2 separate regions of the Mus musculus genome follow, and region 2 is linked to region 1. A link is a contact called in public HiChIP or PLAC-seq data. All regions are on one chromosome and are shown on one strand. Each heading gives the region's core, a stretch centred on a gene start, on an enhancer-like site or on the middle of the called end of the contact. The rest is flanking DNA. Distances are from core to core; before and after follow the strand shown.

The links. HiChIP or PLAC-seq counts read pairs in DNA pulled down with a chosen protein or histone mark.
Region 2: an H3K27ac HiChIP or PLAC-seq map of stem cell-derived neural progenitor cells shows a contact between it and region 1, with 9 times the contacts expected there. The contact joins two enhancer-like sites. A contact is called at or near these places in 4 of 39 promoter capture datasets (embryonic stem cells, hippocampal neurons, liver and 1 more), 6 of 115 datasets of contacts at active chromatin or transcription factors (astrocytes, embryonic stem cells and stem cell-derived neural progenitor cells) and 1 of 9 other capture datasets (embryonic stem cells).

What each region holds. Positions count from the first base shown.
Region 1 is chr1:72,717,109-72,721,907 of GRCm38.p6, forward strand. No RefSeq gene overlaps it. Among named protein-coding and RNA genes, the nearest start is that of Gm51632, 6.8 kb to the right of the region's middle. Within about 2 kb of position 3,518, at least 24 of the 459 cell types and tissues checked have an H3K27ac peak or open chromatin away from gene starts, as enhancers often do. A contact at or near this core is called in stem cell-derived neural progenitor cells, where this site is marked.
Region 2 is chr1:74,101,561-74,106,036 of GRCm38.p6, forward strand. All of the region lies in intron 1 of Tns1 (tensin 1), which reads right to left. Among named protein-coding and RNA genes, the nearest start is that of Gm31637, 8.2 kb to the left of the region's middle. Within about 2 kb of position 2,366, at least 56 of the 459 cell types and tissues checked have an H3K27ac peak or open chromatin away from gene starts, as enhancers often do. A contact at or near this core is called in stem cell-derived neural progenitor cells, where this site is marked.

The sequences.
Region 1 (4,799 bases), core at 2,268-4,767:
CTTGAGCAAAGCATAAAAATGTCATGTGTTGACTGCAAGCGTATGGAACACCAGGGGGCGCTACTGAGTAAGCAGGAAAGGACGGAGCAGTCTAGAATTCTGAGAGGTCAGAGAACCCTCACAAATGCATATTAGCATATGTAGTTACAGGTTAGTAAGTGCTAAGTTCTTTATTAATTCCACCATGTCAGAATGTAACCTAGCTGACTAGGTAAAGAATTAAACCTAAAAGAGTTAGTCTTAGGCCATCTGAGACAGATGCCCCACGAGTACACAATTAGGATAGTCTTGAGTGTATTTCCTAGAGCTGCTAGTTAGGGGGGAAGAACTTTAAGAATTAAAAATTGTAAAAAACTTTTTGCAGTGAAAATGCACCATACAATACATAAACACTGTGGACTAAGAAGGTGTTTCTCTGATCAGGGTGTCCACGTCTCTGTCCATGTTGTTAGACTCATCAGGAGAAAACGTCAGTACAGGAGGGATGTTTTAACTAACTTTGTCATACTCTGGGTTTTGTAGCTATAGTATTGACAGAGGCAGAGTGGGAGCGATAAGCAAATTCTGGTCCAAAAAGGGTGCCAAGAGGTTACAGTGATGTCAGGAGACCCCTGTTTCTGGATGGAGTTAGTGGTAGGCTCTGGAAGTGTAGCTTGAGGGATGCCCGTGGAGTCGGACTGTTTGTGCTCTGAGTTTACACCCACGTGCACACGTGAAACTGTCCACTCAATAAGACCAGTGCTTACTGATTTATTGGAATTACATGTATCTTTTTTTGATGTTCTAAGTTTTGGAGGCTTGTTCTGTGCTCATTTAACTGGGTATGTTTGTATACTTGTTACGATCATGGTGGTGGTGGTTACACAGGGTCTCGTCCTGTAGCCCAGACTGACCTGGGACTTTTGATCTTCCTGCCTCTCAGCCCTCTTGAATGCTGAGTTACAGGCAAACTCTGCCACACCTTGCTCTTTAAGTAATTTATACCTCACCTTCTCCACCAAGCAACTATGCTTTCAACTCAACAGTCCTGTTCTGCTTGTATACTGCCATGTTTTATTCCCTGTGTCCCAATTAGCTTTGGGGGGCAGGGCCTAGAAATACCTAACTCATTCCCTTAGCATGATCCAGGCTGTGTTCCAAGGGTCTGAGGTAGACACATCTATTTAAGACCCAGCACTTCCCAGCCTGGGGTAGCTAGAGGCACACATGCCTTGAGTCCTGCATGTCTAGCCAGTCCTGGACCCACATGCTCCATGCTTCGTTGTACTGTAGCTAGTAAGACCTTTGTGTCATCAGGTTTCTTTTTCTTTTTTCTTTTTTTTTTTTTTTTTTTTTTTTGTTTTGTTTTGTTTTTTCGAGACAGGGTTTCTCTGTGTAGCTCTGGCTGTCCTGGAACTCACTCTGTAGACCAGGCTGGCCTCGAACTCAGAAATCCGCATGCCTCTGCCTCCCGAGTGCTGGGATTAAAGGCTTACACCACCACACTCGGCCTGTCATCAGGTTTCTTTTCCCCAGCACTTCTTCCTCTTTTAATTGCTCCAAACTCAAGAACCTAATGGAATTCTTTCCCCCTTTTATAGATGACAAAAACTCTAAGATTTTCTACTTGAAGAGAGTCATTGAATGGGGAAAGAATGAAGTCCACAAGGAGTTCCGTGCTTCAACTTCACCTCCCCGTTCACTGGCTTGGGCAACAGAAGAGCTTTGTTCTCTATAGATAAAGAAACCAAGGTACAGAGTGGTATCTGTGAGGGGTTTTGATGGTTGGAGGCCAGTCTCAGCAAGTGATAAGTATATAACGCTAAAAGGCCACTACAGACAGGCTGGAGAGAAAGTGCCACTACATAAGACACTGTTAAGAAACTGCCATTGGGATTCTGCTGATTAACCCGGGGCAGGCAAAAGGAGTGTAGGTAGTGAACAGCAGGGGGAGCCCTTGCTGAGGCTGAGAGGACTTGGAGGGATCAGAGTGCTTCTCTTTCTCCCGCTCTTAACTTTGTTCCGTGCACAGGTATGACTTCCCTGATGAGAGTGGCCACAGCACACCAACAGCCCTGCTGCTTCCAAAGGCCAGTGAGATGCATGCCCTTTCTCCTCAGGAGCGGAGGCCAGCAAAACCCAGGAACTGAATGACTGAGCACTGGGAATGAGCTGTGTCGGGGATAAGAAGTGGTGTGAGGATTCCAATCTCTAGCTAGGGCTTTAGGATTCCAAATGCAGCCTTCCTCACGCCAGGTCCCATTACTCTCATCCCTTATGGCCCTTTGCCTGCTCTGTGTGTGCAAGGAGAGTTTAAAACCTACTTTGTTGGGCTTCAAAGATGGTTTGGAGATTAACAGCACTGGCTGCTCTTCCAAAGGACCTGGGTTCAATTCCCAACACCCACATGGTTGATAATGGCCTGTAATTCCAACTCTGGGGGATCCAATGAGAATATACAATTAAAAGACTATGATAGGATGTATGGTCCATTGCACACAGGTAATGTACTTAGGTATAAGCAAAACTCTCACACACATAAAAAAAAATCTTTAAAAAAAAATTGCTCGAGCTGGAGAGATGGCTCAGCAGTTAAGAGCACTGGCTGCTCTTCCGGATGTCCTGAGTTCAAATCCCACATGGTGGCTCACAACCATTTCTACCAAGATCTGATGCCGTCTTCTGAAATGCAGGTGTATATGTTAGAGCACTCATATACATAAAATAAGTAAATCTTTTTGCTCAGTAATACAGCAGTTCATTGTGGTAGGGACATGTAGAAACAGTGCTCTTTTTTTTTTTTTTTTTTTAGATTTATTTATAATATGTAAGTACACTGTAACTGTCTTCAGACACTCCAGAAGAGGGCTTCAGATCTTGTTACAGATGGTTGTGAGCCACCATGTGGTTGCTGGGATTTGAACTCAGGACCTTCAGAAAAGCAGTCAGTGCTCTTAACCGCTGAGCCATCTCTCCAGCCCCGAAACAGTGCTTTGACTGAAAAGGCAGTCAGTGCCCCATCGCCAGCAGGCTGGTAAGGGAGGGATGTGGGGGCTAATAATGATTCGGAGCTTTAAAATCACCAGTTTCCATTCATCCTTCTCCCATCTCAGCTAACATGACCTTGTGCCCAAAGCCTTGGAAATGCAGCTTCAAGACCCTCCTTGGGTGCTGCCTTCTCACTTCCCTGCACACATGACACTAGAGCTGGCTTTTCCTTTCAACATGTGACCTCCACCTCTGTGTGACAGTGGGCAAGGTGACACTGTGCTTTGTGGTCTCCAAACTCAAGCCCCTAAAGTGCTGTAGAACCAAATGAAGGCTCCTGTCTTTTTTCCCTCTTTCTCTGGACCCCCATTGTGCAACTCGGCGTGGGACCAAGTCTTCAGGGGGGCTCAGCAAAGACTTGGTGACAAGCTGATTGATGGATTCCCCGCCTCTTGCCTGCCTTCTTGCCCACTCCTGCAGACTCTGGCCCTGCTCCACTGTCCAGCTGCCCAAGGGAGGGGTCTGCTTTTCTTTGTTGAGTCAGCACCAATGAGTCAAGGCCAAGATCAGCTGGGAGCTGGGCTTCGAGGGGAGGGGTGGAAGACTGGGGAGGGCGTAAGAACCTTGTGGCTCAAAGGCAGGCATGGTAGGGAGCCACGAATGAAGGGCACTGGGGTGTATCATCAGCACGGGCAGAGGGCTGCAGTGGTAATGGGACCTCTGGTCTGTGGTGTGAATGGGAGCCCTTTCTTATAGGAAAACACAGACGTTTATTCAAATCATGTTAAGATTCCTAAAAGTTCTCAGTCATGTCTCATGCTTCAGCTCTACTCTGTGAAAGATGACACAATGTAAGATCTCTATGAAGTCTGCAATGGGAGACATCCATGGAGAAGGCGTATAAGTACAATTTCCAGACCCCCACAAACACAGGGCAGCCAGAGCACCTTTCCAGGACTGCTGAGGGTCGAAGCAGAGTGTCCGGTAACATTCACTACCTCCTCTGCACTCCTTAGCCATAGGTTATACACGTGAGTCGTGAGGAAAGGAAGAGACCTGTGTGTGCTTGGTTTCTTTTGAGACAGGGTTTCTCTCTGTAGCCCTGGCTGCCCTAGAACTTGCTCTGTAGACCAGGCTGACCCTGAACTCAGAGATACGTCTGCCTCTGCCTCCCAGGTGCTGGGATTAAAGACGGGCACGACCATCGCCTGAGAGACAACTTAAGAGAAGTTAGCCCATCTAGGAACGTGCAGGATGAGAACAGATCATACAGCTATTCCCGAAGCCGTGCAAGACAGCTCTATTGTTGCTGTCCCCAGAATCACAGGCCACCTGGCCCTGGGGTCAGATTGTTCTCTCTCTCTCTCTCTCTCTCTCTCTCTCTCTCTCTCTCTCTCTCTCTCTCTCTCTCTCTGTCTCTTTCTCCCTCCCCCCTCTCTCTCTCCCTCTCCCCCCTCTCTCTTTCTCCCTCCCCCCCTCTCTCTCTCTCCCTCTCCCCCCTCTCTCTCGTGTGTGTGTGTGTGTGTGTGTGTGTGTGTGTGTGTGTGTGTGTGTTCGTGCCGTATGATGCATGTGGAAGTCAGAGACAAGTCTTAGGAGTCAGTTCTCCCTTTCCACTATGTAAACTCTAGCATTAAACTCTGATCAGCAGGCACATAGCAAGCACCTTTACCCGTGAGCCGTCTTGTCAGCCTCAGCTCTGGCTTTTCATTCATTCATTCATTCATTCATTCATTCATTCATTCACTTTGAGAGAGGCTCTAACTGTGTAACTGGGCTTAGCCTGTAACTCTCTATGGACCAGGCTGGCCTCAAACTCAGAGATTTGCTGG
Region 2 (4,476 bases), core at 1,116-3,615, 1.4 Mb after region 1:
GAAGCATGCACATGTCATGGCTTACATGTGGAGGTTAAAGTTCAACTCGCAGTAGTCAGCCCTCCCCTACCAAGTCGGTCCTGTGGGTTGAATTCAGGTTGTCAGGGCTTGGCAGCCAGCCCTTACATCCCGATCCCCCAATGACATCTTTAAAGGGCTGGTCACACCATCCAGTGAATGACTGAGTGCTTCTGGTCTCCCTGTCCATAAGGCAGGACCTTCCCGAGCTTCCACAGACCCAGGGCCTGACTTCCAGCCCTGACAGCTCCTGTTCTTCTCCACTCCTCCCGTCCTGCTAGACTCCAGGTGGGCATGGGATAAAGTCCTTCAGGGCTTGAAAGAATAGAAATTTCTTCGCCTGGTCTGATAGATGGGTTGTATAAGCTCCTGGCACCATGATGGGCTGTGTCCCCCTCAAACTGTCAGCCAAAATAAATATGCCCTCTCCTGAGTAGATTTTGTTAGGTATTTTTTAAAATTAATTTTTTTCTTCTTTTCTTTTTTCCTTGAGTGACTGTGTGTGAGACAGACAGACAGACAGACAGACAGACAGAGAGGAGAGAGGTATGTAGGTAGCTTCAGAGGCCAAAAGATGACAGATCCCCTGGATCACAGGTAGGTGAGAACTGACCTGGAAGCAGATCCCAACCCCAGACAAGGTGAAGGCCATCTGTGATCTACCCACCCCCACATATCCACATATTCTTAGATCAGGGCCAGGGGAGTCCCCTTTTCCCATAGCAAATCAAGGCAAGGAGGATAGGGTTCCTAGAGGGGCCAGTACAGGTGTCAGGAAACAAGAGAGCAGGTCACTGCACAGCTGTGCCCTGGGACAGCCGTGGGAGGAGGGTCTACCTGGCAGCCCAGCACAGAGTCTCCTCTGTTGGTTTTGTCTTCCAGGACAAAGGCAACTCCTGTTAGAGGAGAGTCCCGGAGCATTTGATCTCAGGCTCCCAGACTCTCTTTCACACCTAGAAAGAGGTGTGCAGGCATGGTTCCCTGGGGACCTCCCAACGCTTCCCCAGGAAGGGCTTGGATCCAGTAATTCCCCTTTTCTCCCTACTCGCCACCTGCTCACAAGAGCCAGTGTCCCTACCCTCTCTTGTGATGCCCCAAGGGCCCCAGGAGGTTTGCAGTCAAATTCTCCCACCCTCAGGTTGGGCTCCAGGTCCTTCTGCTCCCCCAGGGTCTACTCAACTGTACTCACAAGATCAACCACCCAACCAGGCCCAAGGCATAGAACTCACACCCAGCCCCAGGCCACTCTGCCTACAACAGAACAGACTCCTGCAGAGTAGACCTGACTCACAGGGACTCAAGTGGCAACAGCTCTAGGCAGCCTCCTCTGGCCAGCCCACAGGAGTCCTCCTCCAGTTCTTCTGTGGGCACTGATAGCTCATTCCCTCCTTGTACTTGGCACCATTCCTTGTTGATATATCTGCTGGCTTCTTCATTCTCCCTTTCTTCCCCACCAGAAGGCCAGCTCTAGAGGCCACTGTCCACCACTCTCAGGTGCACCCTAGTACCCAGCACAGGATCCGACAAGGGGACAGTAAACAGGAGCTCACTTGAGGGGGGCACAGGGAGAAGAGAGGGAGGGATGAAGGGTGAAACATCCCTTCCAGATTCCAGATCCAGGCCATTGGTCACTTTGAGAGTTCTGCTGTCACTGCAGCCAGGCCAATAAGATCTTTATGTCCCCTCTCTACCCACCCTGACAAGAGACACCTTGATCTCTCTTCTGAACCAGCCCTCTGGTGTCCACTCAAACTTAGAAATGCCCCACCCCTTCCCTACCCCTGCTTGTCACAGGACTCTGAGGCCCTGATTGCTTACACTGATTTGCTATACATGGCCAGCAAGTATCAGTGCCAAAGCTGACAGAGGCCCCTGTTCCTGGTCCATTGCTTTTCCATAGCATAACATGGTAGCCAGAAGGAAAGAGGGCAATATCTGTCCTCCTAGGGGTGTTCCTTCACCACCGCTAACCCAGGTCTCTGATCTTCTACAGCCCGGAAGTTCCTCCTGATAGCTAGCCTCCAGTCCCCCTCTCAAATTCCAAACCGTTTCCTTGAGTCTGCCTTCCTAGGGAAGAATAGCTTGGTCACTCTCTTCCACACAATAAATGCCTCCAGACTGGCAGCACAGTATTCAAGCCCCCTCCTCTCCCCACCCCCACCGCTCTCTGTTCCCTGGGCTGAGAATCCTGGTCCTCTGGGCCCCTTTCCAAATGATTTCCATCACCACTCAGCGGCCTAGGACATGATTAACGGTGGGTGGGGGAGGAGTGGGAGTGGGGACAGGCCAGGCAGGCTATTGATCCACTAGGGACCCCCAGGGTGGGGAAGGAAGGGCAAGGGTCCTGAGGTCATCCCGGTCATCCCTTCTCCCTGGAGTGTTCTTTGCAGGGCCCAGAATGGAGACTTCAGGCCTGGGAGCTGGGCTGCTGGGTGGGAGCCCAGGCCCCACAATAAGATTACAGCAGGGAAGGTCTAATTGATTCTGATGGATCTGAGAAAGGCGGAGATGAATGGGGAGCAAGGAAGGAGGGTGGTGGAAGGGGACCCAGAGAGCCGGGCAGGGAAACCCCTTTTTGCATCAGCACTAGCTAATACAATCATGGAGTGCCCTGCCCCCACCTCCACAGCCCCTCCCCTCCTGGGAAGCCAGCCACTGCCACTCCACAGAGAGGCACAGGAGCAGAAAGCTGACCTAAAGCCTCAAGACTAGGGACCCAGATGAGAAAGAAAGGCTGAGACAGACATTCCCTGGAGGAGGGAAAGATGGGGGGCAGTCTGAGGCAGAGACAGATCAACAGGTTCTGCCCACCTCTCCTTAACCATGTCTCTTCACCATTTCCCTTTCTCAGGCCAAAACTGTAGCACATGGAAACCTATAAGTGGATCTTATGACTCTCATGCTCCTGCCTCAGCCTTGGCCTCAGCCTGGAGCCTACAGATATCTGAGAACATGGGCGGAAGCCAGGTCACTGGGACAGACCTCTTCAGGACAGAGAGGACAGAAGGAAGGAAAGGACCTCCAAGAGAAAACGCCAAGCTGACTGAGGGAGGGACTAAACAGAACCCCACAGTCTAGAGCAGGGAGAGGACCAGCAAGTGGAGAGGGGGGCAGAGCAGGGAGGCCTAGCAGGGCCAAGCTGAGGGGCTGCGAGAAGACGATTGGCTCCTCCCTTCTAGAAAGAGCAAGGTAGAAAAGGAAGGGACACAGGAAGAGGGAGATGGCACAGACCAGCCACCCAAGGACACTGAATTGAGAAGCAAGCCAGACCTGGCTCCATCCACTGCCTGCAGAAACAGCCGATCCTGCCGAGATTGCCTTCCCAGGCTCAGTGCACAGGAAAGAAGTTGCTGCAGCGGGTCCAAGCTCAGGTCTCCAGATTGTTCTAGCCACCATAGTCCCCAGGGTGGAGAACCTTAGAAGGACCTGGACACGTCCAGAACAGGCTCTTAGATGGTGTGATGGGGTCAAAAGCCCACCTAGACATAAGACCTTCCCACCCCACAGGTGCAAGGGATATGACACCCTGATACCGTGATTGGTTCTAAACAGCGATACCCTTCAAGTCAAAGCTAGACATTCTCCTACAGACTTACGTCCCTCCTCTCCCCCAGTCTGAGTGGTACAATTTGGATTCCTCCTCACCCTGACCCCAAAATTCCCAATCCTACTCCATGATCCCTTGAGTCCAGTTTCTAACACATTTTTCTTGCTCTGTGTGTAGCTTCAGGGTAGAACATGCCTGGCCAGGCTCAAACAAACCAGAGAGAAGGTCCTATCTTGCCCTGTGATTGGACCAATCTGGGCTCCAGCCCCTCTGGGAGACTCAACCTTCTCATCTGTGAAATGGGCATCACCTCTTATCTCCCAAAGAGAAGGACCCTGATACAAAAAGACTAGCATCCAAATCCTAACCCTGAAACCCATGGGACACATGATCTTGAGGATACCTGTGTCATCCTGAGCCACCATTAACGTCTTCTATAAGATGGAGACAAGAAGCTGACCTCCCTGGGAGGAAAAAGGAGTGAATTAAATGTAAAATTGCCTATACCCGCTTGACATACCAAGGCACCCATAGATGCCCAGACAAGTATCTTAAAACCTGGCATCAGTTAGGGAAGATGCCCTGGGCCTTTTCTCAATAGCCTTTCCTACTCTGCCAGCTGCACACTGACCACCCATCTACCAGCCAGGGCTTTGCACCGGAGCACAGTGTCTGGAACACACAGTTCATAGCCCAAGCCAGGCATGAACACTGCGGGAGCAGAGCCAGGTGTCCCAAGAGGACATCAAAATAGTGCTGGCCAGGGATGGGAAGTGGGCCAAAGAAGAGGCAAGGTGACGCTGCATGAGGAGGCTTGGGTCCAAGAACAGAAGGGGGCAAGAGGCTGCCTCTCACTTAGGGAACATAGAAATGGAAGCCCAGTCATGAATTTCTGCGAGCTTACCCCCACC